Linked DNA regions of Sus scrofa: all the other regions are linked to region 1. A link is a contact called in public Hi-C and HiChIP or PLAC-seq data. All regions are on one chromosome and are shown on one strand. The core of a region is the stretch at or near the end of the contact, and the rest is flanking DNA. Distances in the headings are between cores, read along the strand shown. Region 1 has its middle 360 kb from the start of MPDZ. Region 2 overlaps NFIB (nuclear factor 1 B-type). Region 3 overlaps NFIB (nuclear factor 1 B-type).

The links. A called contact is a pair of places that touch in the nucleus more often than the background predicts. HiChIP or PLAC-seq counts read pairs in DNA pulled down with a chosen protein or histone mark.
Region 2: a contact with region 1 is called in an H3K27ac HiChIP or PLAC-seq map of skeletal muscle, with 5 times the contacts expected there. The contact joins two enhancer-like sites. A contact is called at or near these places in 1 of 47 Hi-C or Micro-C datasets (skeletal muscle) and 1 of 2 datasets of contacts at active chromatin or transcription factors (skeletal muscle).
Region 3: a Hi-C map of skeletal muscle shows a contact between it and region 1, with 7 times the contacts expected there. The contact joins two enhancer-like sites. A contact is called at or near these places in 2 of 47 Hi-C or Micro-C datasets (both in skeletal muscle) and 1 of 2 datasets of contacts at active chromatin or transcription factors (skeletal muscle).

The regions. Positions count from the first base shown.
Region 1 is chr1:208,822,929-208,827,772 of Sscrofa11.1, reverse strand. No RefSeq gene overlaps it. Among named protein-coding and RNA genes, the nearest start is that of MPDZ, 360 kb to the left of the region's middle. Within about 2 kb of position 2,457, at least 16 of the 83 cell types and tissues checked have an H3K27ac peak or open chromatin away from gene starts, as enhancers often do. A contact at or near this core is called in skeletal muscle, where this site is marked.
Region 2 is chr1:208,244,391-208,249,234 of Sscrofa11.1, reverse strand. All of the region lies in intron 2 of NFIB (nuclear factor 1 B-type), which reads right to left. Among named protein-coding and RNA genes, the nearest start is that of NFIB, 64 kb to the right of the region's middle. Within about 2 kb of position 2,619, at least 35 of the 83 cell types and tissues checked have an H3K27ac peak or open chromatin away from gene starts, as enhancers often do. A contact at or near this core is called in skeletal muscle, where this site is marked.
Region 3 is chr1:208,295,082-208,299,925 of Sscrofa11.1, reverse strand. All of the region lies in intron 2 of NFIB (nuclear factor 1 B-type), which reads right to left. Among named protein-coding and RNA genes, the nearest start is that of NFIB, 120 kb to the right of the region's middle. Within about 2 kb of position 2,940, at least 35 of the 83 cell types and tissues checked have an H3K27ac peak or open chromatin away from gene starts, as enhancers often do. A contact at or near this core is called in skeletal muscle, where this site is marked.

The DNA.
Region 1 (4,844 bases), core at 1,208-3,707:
AAAAACAAGTAAACAACATTAGGACCAAAAGACTAGAGAACCACAGATATGGAAGAAATTAAAAGTTATAAATGAATGTGATATAAAAACACAATTTAGAAAACACAAAATATGTGGTTCATAATCAAATACAAAAGAGTGTCACTTCAGAATCATGGGCATCCCTAGGGAACAAGAGGGGGAAGGATGGAGTTGAGATTTTAGCTCCAGGAGCAATATTTTGTTTTTATTTTTTAAAATAGAATCTGAAGCAAATTCAATAAAATGTTAACATCTGTTAAATCTGGGTGGTCAGTGTTTGGGTGTCTCTTATCTCAAGTTCTGACCTTTTCAGAATATATGAAATATTTCATAATTCAAAATAGAAAAAATTTTAAATAGCTCTTGTCATAGAAATTTGGCAAAAGGTCTTTTAAACAGCTAAATAAATTCAATTTGCTGATTTTTCTCAGGCCTATTTTCCCAGTCAAATAATTCAAAGAGAATAATCAGTGATGATTTCTATTTTTAAAGATATTCCCCTCTGATTTCACTTTGATAAGTTGTAGGAGTAGGTTAAGTATTTTCTGGGAATACTCATACACAATAAATGTCACATATCTAAGTTCTGAATCCCACTCAAGACAGTTGAGGCGTTTGATATTAATGATCATTGGACAACAAAAAAACAGAGGCATGAGCCAAGCTCTTAGTCCATGGAAATTACCATCAGTGCTGTTCCTCCTCTGATTAGCTGTTGTTTCTGCCAAGGCTGCCCTTGCCATCACTCGAGCATGACACACTGTGCCTACTCAGACTCGTCTGCCCCAGCGGTCCTCTTTGCCAGCCTCAGATCTAATTACTGAAATCTTCACTACTGTTCTCAACACCTCACACAGTAGCCCACATAGGTACCCTGCTGCTACTTCTCACTCCAGATCCCATCTGCCATTTGTGGAAACCACCCAAGCCCTCTTGCTTCTCTCAGTCTTAGGGAATCTTCACCAAACTCAGGCATACCATATTTTTTCCATCTCTTCTACCTTCAGCTTTCATCCACTTCTTCCTCAGGAACCCATACTCAACAATCCTAGACTATTCTCAAAGATTAAATTAGGGTAGGGGTTATGGTTTGAGGGCAACTTTTATTTCTAACTGGCAAAAGCTGTGAATAACTGCTTGGAGCAGAAAACTCAGAATTCACAGCATAAAACTTGGTTCCCCTCCTTTGAAATCTGGGAGAAAGAAACTGCACTTTCTATACTAACCTTCTATAGCAGCTTGAAAAAAAATTCAATCATATTTTGCATAACCAGCACACAATCCCACTCTTTTACATAGGTTCTGCCAATGCCCAGATAAAAAATCAAGTGTCCTTTGAGGAGAGTCCTCTGCACATTTTGGTTGTGAACATGTCCTCTCATCCTGTAGTTTCTTCAAAATACCAGATTGGACGCCAGGATGAGAATGTACAAATGAATTACCCACAGTCTGCTAGTTCATTTTTGCACACCTCGTGCTTTTAGTATTATTTGTTCTCTTACCTCTGACCTGGTTCTGTCAAAAGACAATTTCAGAGTGGGAAACTCCCTAAGGTCTTCCTCAGGAATGATTTCAGCCAAAAATTAATTGAGTCTCTGTTATCTCCTTTCTCATTTTTTCTATGGACCTTTTGCACTATATCCATCTCGCTGTTTTTGGCTGGCTTCCTCCCTTCAATTTATTTAAAGAACTGCATATTGTGGGCTTTGCCATTGCTTGCAGAGAGCTGTGTGTGTGTGTGTGTGTGTATGTGTGTGTGTGTGTCTGTGTGTCTCTGTGTGTGTGTGTGTGTCTGTATAGGGGATCTATTTACTTCTGAGTTAGCATCTGACTGCCCATATTTCCTGGGCTCTGTTATTGCTTCTCTTGGGCAGGCTGACTTCCTAGTTTTTAAAAGATGCTTTCCCCAAGAATAGCCTCTTCCAGAATAGCCTCTGGGATACTTATTGCCCGTAAAGCAGGAGGAATTTTTTTTTTTTTTTGGAATGTCTGAGATTTAGATGCATGGCACACAGCTTTTTGGCCTTCTAATAGGTAATTGGTATTTTTAGAGGTCACCAAGATTTTAAAAGGTACTTGAAAATATATGTATTCATTTTTATCCCCCAGACTAATGCCTACAGTTTTCTTGTAGCTTGCTTTTCTAAAATTGAATAATCTAGTGAGCTAAAAAAATTTCTTTTTGAAATGCTAAAGTCACATTTTTGTGACCACCATGATATACCCACAATACTTCCAAACTAGCCTCCATACATTGCCCAGAACCTAACCTAGCTGACATATGAATTATTTATTGCTGTGCTACAAGCAAACCTCAAACTCAGTGACTTCAAACAACAAGCATGTATGACTGCTCATGAGTCTACAGGTCAGCAGAGTAGCTATTCTGGTCTTGGCTGGGTTTACCCTTGGATCTGTGGTCGACTGGAGATTAAGCCGGCAGCTCTAGGCTGGGCTCTTTCACATATTTGGAGGTCAGCTGGTTGTAAACTGGTCTGGGCTGACCTTAGCTGGGACAGTTGTACTCTCCTTACATCATTTCTCACTCTCCAGCAGGCTAGTCTAGTTTATTTAAATGACTGTGGCAGAGTTCCAAGAAAGTATGGAAGCAGGAAGGGCCTCTTCTAGTTGAGACTTATAACTGGCATATTGTACCTTAGCCACATTCTGGAATAAGGCCAGACCAGATCTCACGGAGAAGGACAGAATCTAGTTCTTGAAGGAGGAGTTGCAAATTCACATTGTAATGAGGTGTAGATATAGAGAGAAGACAAATTGGGGCCACGTTTATATTCAATCTGCCTGCCCCTGTTGATCTCCTTTCATCCTTAGTTGTAAAAATCAAAGTAAACCAAAAAAGATTTACTGGTTACCTACTATGAACAAAACATCTTATTAGTCACTGATAGGACCTTTTCTGCAGAAATTTAAAATCTTAGGATATAAAAAGGTAAAAGTTAGATACTCTTACCAGTTTTGATTTATGAGTAGGCTATGATACAAAATTTCTTTTTTTTTTTTTTGAGTTGATTATTTAAAATCTGGAATACATTTTCCCATAGAAACATAAATTGTAATTTGGAACGCAGACAAAGTCATTTTTAAGCCATAATTTATGGTATACAATATAGTACTCAATTATATCATAAATATTATAGGAAATAATTACCTGCGTGAGAGGTTTATATTTAAACATTTGTCCCTTAATTAGTACTAAGGAAATACCAGTAAGTCTCTCACCAGCATCCTCCCCACCCCCTAATTTGGGGATAGAGCTGGAAGATGATTCACTCTGAAAGTAGAAAAACTGCATTGCACACCTTTATATCTCAGCACTCTTAAGTGCATTATCTGTTTAATTTTTGTAATAGACTGCTGAAGAAAGCATTAGTATATCCTTTTTATATTTGAGAAAGTAGAAAAACCAGTGATGATATATAACTCACACAAGGGCCTAAAGCAGGAAATTTTTGTTATGAGTGTCCACATAAGTGCAAATGTCTTGCTTTTCTCACAATTCCTCTTTACCCTGCTGAAACAAATACTGTGAGCAAAGGAATGTCACATACAATATCTCAAATGAAATAAAATTCATGGGCTAAAACCGAAGATACATACCAAATGCAAACATCATGGGTTCAGAGACAGTTTGTAAACATGCCGCTGATATGGCCATTTTGCGTCCCAAGCATCTATTAGAATATGGGATGCTCTCCCAAATGGAACTAAAGAACAAAAGTGATCTTTCATTTGAATTAATGGAAACAAAGTATAACATTATCCACCTGAGCATCTACCAGACTACAGAGCAGTTGTTCTAACTGTAGAGGGACAGCTGTCCATATGAAGTATTTCAAAAAAGGAGTTAAAGAATAAGAATCTGCCAAGGAAGGATCAGTTTGAAATGAAAAACACTGAGCCTGATGAAGGTGATTTTCTGGTCACTGGTGTGGCATACAGTGTTGCAGAATGCAGATAAATGATCAAATTTTACATGGAAAAATTACTTTTAACTACCTTATATTCTTTCTTGTTCAGAATACTTATACGGCTTCTTAAAAAAAAAAAAAAAACTCATTAAACCTATTTTAGCTTTTAAGTACCTTTGGAAGGAGAAGCCATACCTAGCTAGTACTAAATCTTGAAACCCTCTCTCCTGGACCTCAATATCCAGTTTCCTGTGTGTTTTATTGGCATGTCTTAAAAATCCCTGTCTAATCAACTTATGGTTGTAAAAGTTTGTTTGTAAGGTCATTTATTTGAACTTGGAATTGATTTGTTTTTGTTGCAACAATATTATAAGTCAAGAGTTACAAGTCCTAGCCTGTACAGGAAAACAGACAGGTTATGTAAGTAAAGGAGGCAGGGCCAAGTGTCATACAATAGAAGTTATGGGGACAGTGGTGAATAGGAGAGTGCAGGTCTCCACGGAAGGCACTCTAAATCTCATTAATAACAACAGCAATATTGCTAGCCAAACAAAATCAGATTGCAGATCAGATTTCTTGCCAACACACCATCTTGATTGTTAATGTCCATGTGATTTGTAGAGTAGCCCCCAAATCCTTTCCCACTCTTTGTCCATTGTAAAACAAAATAGTACTTTACTATTTACTCTATAATACCCTAGAATTAAAAGTTCTGGTCTTGCACAGCAGAGCTCCATACTCAAAACTAAAATGATCTTAACAAAATATTGTCCCCTAAGAGTTGATGCCTAAGCAGCTTACTAGTCTCCAACTTTAGACATACTGGGTGAATTAAACCTATGTATCAATTTGGGGAGAATTTATATCCCTACTACATTGAGTCCCACAATTCAT
Region 2 (4,844 bases), core at 1,370-3,869, 580 kb after region 1:
TCAACCAAGTGTTTAAAATTTAGTACTTCTAGTACTTCCACATGTAAACTCTGAGGAAGAGATATTACTATCCTAATTTTACTGGTGAGAAAATTAAGACTCCGAGAACTTAAGTCCATGGATCAAGTTTATTTATTTATTTATTTATTTATTTATTTATTTATTTATTTTTGTCTTTTTGCCATTTCTTGGGCCGCTCCCGTTGGCATATGGAGGTTCCCAGGCTAGGGGTTGAATCAGAGCTGTAGCCACTGGCCTACGCCAGAGCCACAGCAACGAGGATCCAAGCCGCATCTGCAACCTACACCACAGCTCACAGCAATGCCGGATCGTCAACCCACTGAGCAAGGCCAGGGATCGAACCCGAAACCTCATGGTTCCTAGTTGGATTCGTTAACCACTGAGCCACGTCAGGAACTCCAATGGATCAAGTTTAAATAGTAAGTTATGGAGTTGAGAGTCAACTTCAGACCTAACTTCCTGTTTTTTTTAAGTAGTACTAAGAAATGGTATTACCTGGAAATTTCATTGGTATTTAATAAGGTCCTCTTGTTTTATTTCCTTCTACCATCATCTGCCTCTTCATCAAATTCTTGAACATAATTATTCATTCTGTGTTTATTTTTGTGGTCAACTGATGAGACATCTTTGTCTCCCACTATGCTAGGAACGCCCTAAGTCCTGTACCAGCACTGCTTCTGTTCATCACTGTGCACTGCCTGGAGATAGTAGATGCTCCAATATGTATGAATATGATGTCAGAGTATGTCAGAGTGTGATGCTCTGACACGTAATATTTAAAAAATGAAGGAGAGGAAAAGAAGGGAAGGACAGAGGGAGAAACAGAGAAGAGGGAGAAGGAAAAAGGAGGAGGCAAGAGGGAAAAGAGAGAAGAGGGTTAGGAGGATGGGTAACCCCCATCTCTTGGACCACTCCTTCACCACTCTCAAGCCCATTTGTGGGATAAATGAGGGCCTGATGCCAGTGGTGATTCCTTCCCCACATAAAGGGCTAGACAAACAAGATCCCTGGACCATGCAGAAATAGCAACAGGAATGCCAAAATCTTGTGAGCATTTTCACTGGCTTGTCCCCCAAACCACACCCAGTAGGAACAAAACACTCAAAAGTTCCAGCAATTTGTAAACCATTATTCAAAAGGTGAGTCGATCTCACCTTCTCTTGATAAGTCTTAGGGGGATGAGCCAAATTAAAAACTCACTAAAATGCTCCTTTATGCACTCAAGGGGCTGTCCCTCTCAAGGTTTAGCTCGGCCCTGGAGGATGATTCTTTGGGGGATTACTGTGCTGGGGGAAGGGAGATGAGAGGTGTGGGGCAAATTCTTGGACAGAAAATAATGTCCCTGGATGGCTGTTGTCACAAATCTCTTATATATTACAACAGAGGTATCATACCATTCCTCAAATAGGGCTTTCTTACAGGGGTGGGGTGGGGAATGAAAGCCTTGACCCAAGAGAAGAAAGAAGTCCAGAACCTCAGTTTTTGCCATTAAAACTCCCAAATGTGGATGAACCAAGATTCTCAACACATCGCTGGCCTCGCACTTTCACTGCGGCACCACCACTGCTGTCATCTGATTGTACAACAGAGTGTTGAAGCCCTGTCATGGAACTGTGGTGGCCAGCCGAGACTGTCACAGCTATCTGCAGGAAAGGGAGCGTGCCTTAGGAAAATTCCAGTATAAAGCAAGATGAAACACCTTGAGTTCATCACCAGGAGCAACAGCATACAGAATTATTTGATCAACCCATTTAACTCTATCAGTGGTACTTTAATTAACTTTGCGGGAAAAGGAATAAAAGTTTCCAAGGCATCACCTTTCTTAGTGAAAGATAAGAAGGTAAACACGTTGTCATATTTATCCCCCCCCCAAAAAAAATGTCCTCTTTGGAGTAGGACACAATGACTGCCATTACCTCCTTTCTTCTAGAATACCCTGAATTATCAAGTTTTTATTGGAAAGTATATGCATTGATACATCTATCATAAAAAAATATATTAAGTGTTCCTATTTTTTTCAAAGGCTTCCCTCAGCTAATATCTATTTCCAAGGGACAGTTAGGATGCAAATGACATTTTGCTTAATTAAAAATGATAACATTTTGTCTAAAACAAACTAGAAACTTTAAGGAAAACTCATCCACTGGCATTCTTTTGAAACATACACATAAAACGTTCGACAGTGCTTTTTCTTGCCTATGGGTGTTTGTTGTGCAAGACAGGAATTCCGTGTGCAGTAACTGAATGAGGAATTGGAACCTTCTCATGGAAGTTTTACCTAATTACGCTCCGACGTGGAACAAAGGACAAGATATACATACAGTAGCTAAAGAGTTAATCTTTAGCAACTCTGCTCAAAAATCCTAATGGCAGACTGCCCATCATTCTTTTAGACAGAGCTTGTCAGAAAAACTAGGGCAGCTTGTCCAGCTCAGCAGTCAAATGATTACTAGTGAACTCAATGGGGCTCCCAGCCAACCCCTGCGATTGCTGCCAGCCCCTTGGGTATTCAAAGGCCAAGTTCCAATGTGGTTTACTTTGCCAGAATCACATGATGTCAGTGCTATTTTCTTCGGACCAGACCAACCAGTCATTCAGGTTCCTGCGAATGGGATGAGTGCAGGAGGCTGAGGCCAGCACTTAGCTGTTAGAGGTCACACAGACACCGAGGGGCTATGCCTTGTCACCAGAGCCCCGGGGGGCCCCTAGAGCCTCCTGTGGAAAGCCTGCTCATCCCCGTGTGTCAGTTCCAGTGACCCGATCCTGCACTGCATCCTGGTACCCGAGTCCCCTCCACGACCAGGAAAGACTCAGGCTCACTGGACAGGGGACACACTTGGGGCGGAAAACAAACAGGTCCAACTTTTATAAATAACCAGCTGGGTAGGAAAGCAAGAGAAAACGGGCCTTGGCTTTCACTCCCATTACATTATTTGAGGTTTAATAGGCGAGCCGCATAAATTCTGTGGGATTTAGTCAGCTTTATCCACATGTGCCCACATTCCCTGCCTGGTAGTAGGACATGAATTAATTTTTACATCTATCTGGAGATTTTTCAGTTGCTACAGGATTTGCAAGAGTACATGTGTCCAAGGGGTAGCCAGTTTTTAAAATTGTGGTTACCCTTATCTCTCAGTAAGAAAAATCATTTCACTCCTCAAAACCCAAGACAGGGAAATAAAAATGAGGTCTACTTTTTAGCCTTTCCTTCCTTTAGGAGAAAATCTAAGTGTTGGGAATAGTAAAAGGACTGGTGGAGCTTGTGGACACCACTTTCAAAGTCTAGAAATAATTTCCCAAGTGCTTTAAGCACTTTGATTTATTGCTGATTATCCTCTTTATTCTTTCTTTCTTAGGGTGTTTAGAGACCTATTTATGATGAATTCATTTAAAAACATTCATTTTAAAAGATGTTAAGTCCTGAAAATACCTTAAAAGTTAAAAATAGTATACAGAGATTTTATATTTTGTCATGATATGTGGCTTTTTCCATCTTTTCTTTTTCCTGTCAATAAATAAAAGTAGTAAAGCTACTGAGGAAAAATATGCACTAAGGTAAGAATTATAACAATTTTAAACATTTACATTATTAAGAGAAAACAAGCTGCTTCAGTTTTAACATGTGAAAGAAAAATGAAGGTAATAATTCCATTAATTGCACAATTAGTATAAAAGACAGTACATGTTTGATGAATGAATGAGCAAATGAATTCTCTATTATTCACTACTTGTTACATTTTTACTAAATACTACCTTGGGGAAACTCTGAGCAAAGTGACTGAGAAGAAGATTTTAAATACAAAGTGTCTTAAGGTTTACAGATAGAGTTTTCCATCTATCAGCTTTGTTGGAGGAGGAGTGGCTTTCCCATCTCTTCGCATCAAAAGACTGCACCCATGACAATCACCAGCATTAAATCCAGGTAAACTTTTACAAGCAGAAGTCAATCTGTCAAGGAAAGTGTATGGTTACAAAAGACTGGAGAAAGAGGGAGGGAGGGAGAAAAGGGAGGTAAGATTCTTAGGACAGAAGGAAGGAAAACAAACCCCCTCCAAAAAAAAATTATTTTTACATCAATGCTTCTTAATTTTCATTCATTCCATCCATGAAAAAAAGTTTAAGCAGATTGGCAACAACTTCAAAGTCAATGTTATCACCAGTTATTCAATCAAAATCAGGTGCTATAGTTAACTCTCCCTGATGGTTATAGCTCATCTTTGACTATTCAACTTATCTTTTGTCCTGCTTTTTTATTTCCTTCTCAGATGCATCTTCACAGCATACCTCTAACATAACATCTTTAATGAACTAACAAATGTTTGAAAGAAAGAAGCTTGCTGGATACGAGTTCTTTGGTGCAAAGGGACTAAGCAGTCACTACCAATTAGATTATAGCTGGATAATTTGACAGTTCTCAAGATGATTGTTTCAAGGAAGGCTGGAAATGTACAAAGAGAGAACAGTCTGTACATGTGTCATGTGTGGTTTTCTCTGCCTAGGACAATACAACACAAAAAATCCCAGAAGGAAAAAAGAAAGGGAAATTTTGATCCTTTTGACAGTGAAGAAATAATGCACAAATTAAATGTTTTAAGGCAAGTTGTCTGAAATTCTCTTTTGAGAATAAGTAATATCCTGGGAGCTGCCCCTAGATAGCTTTGAGGAATTTGTAGGGTAAGTATATACTGCTCAAGCCAACATCTAAGGCTCCTCATGAGGTAACCACAACATATTTGTCCATATGGCCCCTGATGGTGCTGCATGGATTCCGTATTCCAGCCACACTGTATAATGTCTCCTGCATTCTCTTGCCCTTTGACTAT
Region 3 (4,844 bases), core at 1,691-4,190, 530 kb after region 1:
GCACTGCCTGCAGGAAGCACACCATTTCAATCCTTAAAACACTTTGATAGCTCATGACTGCCCATAACAATCTATGACATCCTTAGCACAGCATTGAAAACTGTTCATCATCTGGTCCTAGCCCAGCCGCACTGCTCACTAGGCCATCAGACAACTTCACCTTGCACCTCTTCTTCTATCTAACTTCTCAATGCCTAAGCTCCAACATGCCGGGGAAACTCCTAGAACACGCTGTGCAAGTGCAAGGCTCTATGCCTTTGCCCGCACAGATTCTATCTCAGAAATATCCCTTTTTTCACAGCTAGATGAACTCCTAACTCACCTTCCGAAGGCCTTGAATTTTGTCTATCTTCCTTGAATCTCACTTTCCCCCACCTAAAGAGGCCAACCCCCAGGCCTGCAACACCTTGCTCATATCTCCAATAAAGGCCTTTTAACACTGCCTCCTGGTTGGCGGCTTAGATGCTGCTTCCCTGCACAAGACTGTGACCTCCTTCTATTGTACTCTGTCCTGTATAATTCAGGGAGTTCATTTCAGCTGCAGAAAGGATATTATCTTGGATACACCGTCCATGAAGAAATTGAGACAAAGAGCATTAATTTCCCAAAGAAAAATAAAACAATCCAAAGAAAAGTTTCATAATGACCTACCAATTTATACAGTTAATTAACAGTTAGTATTTAGGATTCCAACTTGTACTTACTAGATTTACCCATTGTTTATTTTAGGGGAAAAAAAAAACAACTTGGGATAGACCGTGATGGAAGATAATATAAGAAAAGGGATATATACATATATATATATATATATATATATATATATATATATATATGTGTGTGTGTGTGTATTCATATATGAATGACTGGGTCGCTCGCTTTCCTGTACAGCAGAAATTAGCACAACATTGTAAATCAACTCTACTTTAACAAAAAGTTTGTTTGTTTGTTTTGCTTTTTAGGGCTTCACCCGTGCCATATGTAAGTTCCCAGGCTAAGAGGTGAATCGGAGCCACAGTTACCAGCCTACGCCACAGTCATAGCAATGCCAAATTGGAGCCGCATCTGTGATCTACAACCACAGCTCCCAGCAACACCTGATCCTACCCACTGAGTGAGGCCAAGGATTGCACCTGCATCCTCGTGGATCCTAGTCGTGTTCATTAACTGCTGAGCCACAAAGGAGACTCCCAATAAAAAGAATTTTTTTAAAAAAACTACCACCAACACAAGATTGAGCACCAAAAGATTCCATGATGCATCATCCTTGGAGCTCAGTCTACAGCAGAGGACAAAACATTTTTTGTCCTTCTCTTCATGCAGCATACAATTTAATCTGTGTTGTGCTTTTATCACTTGCTAACAGGTAAAATAAGCTGCTTAAATTTTACAAATAAACAGTATCCTCAGGTATTATATTTTGAAAATAGAACTGACATGATACACACACACACACACACACACACACACACACACGGATTTAGCTGTGAGACAAACATTTTTTGTTTGATTTTTGTTTTTAAAGAGTAAAACATCTGAGAGAATAAAAGCCATTGCAAATGCCTTGTTTAGCTGTGATGAGCAGAATGCATAAAGGTAATATGATGGCAAAAGAGCTATTGGAGGATAAAAATAACAAGACTATAAAATAATAAGAGTACAACTTCAAAATTCTCTGACCACTATCATCTCTCAGGATGGCTGAAAGGGATCTGGTGATGAGCTTTGGGAGCTGAACAGAAGAATACAACTTCAAATTGAAAATTACTTTATGGTCACACCCCACAGATTGAATGGTGTTGGAGCCAGACTAAACGAGGCACTCAAATGGAGTCCTGAGGGGAAAATATAAGAATGGTTTGCTATTATGAAAATCCACCATTAAGTGGAGAAAAAAAAAAAAAAGATAATTTTTAAAAACCATAAAAACCAGAATCAAGGCAAAGTTTCTAAATGGTAAGACATGAAAATATGAGCTGAATGCCTTCTTTGTCTTTAAAAAATGAAATATCCATACGTTTGGCATGTATATGGTATTCTCTAATTTATCTGAGAAATGTGTAAACACATCTATGCAAAGAGCTATCATGAAATGTGATGTCATATTCCTTATGAAAAAAAAAATTCCCTTTCTCAATGTCAATTAAAACCAAATTTAGCTTTAAAACTCTATGACCTCTACCATTTTTTTTTCTAGGTTAGCTGAAAAGGATCTATTGACTAGCTTTGTGAGCTGAAGAGTTGAATGCTACTTTAGATAGAAAATTATTTCTTTCACTCTATAAGAATAATTATCACGGCGATTACACAATTATTATAATTATATCTGTAAGAACTGTTATTGGGAATTTATCTCTGAAACAGTCTCATGCATTGCAGGGGACATTTATCTTTTTTAATGATCACCAACACAAGTGTCTTTTTGTAGCTATATAAGTGATTCTACCTCTTTCTATTAATATCCTCTCGCAGGCTGAAGAAGCCAAAGGAGACAGCCCCCACAGTTTTCTCCCCTTAAAGCAACTGTTTCCGTCAAGCCGGGCCTGTAGCGGTTTCTGAGACAGAAAGCTTACACTTCCCCTTCATGGCAGCACAACCTTCACCATGTGCTTTCCTATATGCATGGAAACCCCCCAACAAAGCCCCTCCAATCTGTGTTTCATAAACTGTACTCTACGAGAAGTAGCAATAAAGTTTATTACAGACCTAAAGTATCTGCCTAAACCCGGTTAATTGAAAAGTGGGTGGAGAAGGCTGCCAAATTAAATGTTTACATTAGCACAGCTGTATTGTAAAAACATTCTGCCCCCTGTGCTTTGTAATTATAAGATATTTCTGGACTGTGTATCTCTACAAAGTTTATCTCCACTGCCAAGAGTGTCTTGGCACGGAGCGGCTGCAGTTTTTGGCAGCCAGGAGCTCGCAGCGCGGGCAGGATCTAAAATGGCTGCCAAGCGGCCTCGTGAAATGTCGCCGGGCCGGCCCGCCTCGCCTCGCCTCGCCTCGCGCGGAGGCCGGAGGGCGGCGGCCGCCGGGCCTCGGAGCAAGCGCGGAAGCACGTTTCCCACTGCAAGGGGCTCGGTACGACACCCTGCTTCACAAAGCGGCCTGAGACGCGAACGCCAGAGCACCCCGGGGACCCTCCCCGTCGCAAAGGGGCGCCCAGGGGTCTCCCCTGCATTTCACTGAGGCCTAGGCCCAGAGGGCCCTCTCCTCGTGAGAGAAACCCGATCAACTTTGTGGGAAGAAGTAAAATAAGAACGCCCCACTCCGGGGACATGTACTCCAGCAAAAGCATGAGCCAAGCCCACATTTTCCTATTTGCAAGGGCATGATTTTGACCCGGACTTAAAGTCTTTCGCAAAGCATGGGTGTATGCAAAATGAAAACCTCCCAAATAGTTCACGGGCTTCCTTTTCTTTCCTTAAGAGGCTGTGCTTCTCTTACATCATCAGAGTAACACATTTTAAGGAAGGAAAAAAAAAAAAAAAAAGATTTAGACCCTTCTATGGCAAACATCCAGAGCACAAAACCCACTTAATTGTAAAAATCGAGACCAAATCCATGGTGTATGCAAGTTCCAAGGATTGACCAAAAGGAGGGAGGGCAGGGGAGGGAGGGGCTGACTGGAACTCTTAACTGTCCAGGCTGCTCGGAGTAGGAAGGCAAAAAGCCCTTAAATTATAAACTAAAATGCTTCAGAAGGACACCTAGATCTCACAGGATGTGTACTGTCTCTGTCCTGTCTTTTCTCTATTAAAGTCCCAGCTAAAATGCTGTGTCCACAGCTGCCAAATACTACATAATGAGGTCACTGGATTTTTTCTTTTAGGGTGTTCCACAATTGTAAGCTTAGGTTGAGAGACACGGCAGGCCTGGTGTACTATACTTCAATCATTACTAAGCTTCATCTGAATCCAACATTGTCTCTGACCAGAGAAAATTCAGAAGTGAAAGATGAATTCCATAATGCTGACCTGGACCTGTGGCACTCATTACACTCATACTGCTTATTCACTAAATGCCCAGTCTTTCGAGCTTTAATTGTATGTCCACACACAGCACAGCCACACCAATGATTTCCACTTTATTTCTTAAAATCTTCAACATTATAGAATGTCTAATGTCTCTGTAATGGTATATTTTGAATACTGTCTATTCACTAGCACTCACTTGAAATACATACACACACATACCTCTTGGACCTTTGTAAGACAGAACATTTTTTAACCACTGTTAAAAAATTCTGAACAAAAGACATTTAGGGATTTTCAACCCTTGCTTAATTAGTTATCAGGAGGATCAAAGTCCCATAGTTGGAGAACAGCAGGCCACTCTTAACAGACTGGTGAAAAAAGTTGGTATGTTCAGAAAGTATCTCCAGTTTCCTGTAACATATATTTGCTTTTTTTAGGGCCATACCTACAGCATATGGAAGTTCCCAAGCTAAGGGTTGAGTGGAGCAGTAGTCACTGGCCTACGCCACAGCCACAGCCACAGCCACAGCAATGGAAGAATCAGAGGACCAGCACCCCACCCTCCCCATGCCCTCCCCTGTCTGTGACCTACACCACAACTCATAGCATCCCTGGATCCTTAACCCACTGAGTGAGACCAGGAATCGAACTCGTATCCTCATGGATACTAGTCAAGTTCATAACCACTGAGCCACCATGGGAACCCCCTTACTATTATTTTTAAAACTTGAGGTTTGGTTTTTTTGTTGTTTTTTTTTTAACTTTCCTGAGAGTCTATAGTTTGACACTGCCAACTTATTAACTTTCCCTCCTTGAGAGTTCCTAAGTCCTAGAATGACAAACTGTTCAACAAGCAGAGGAATTTAATAA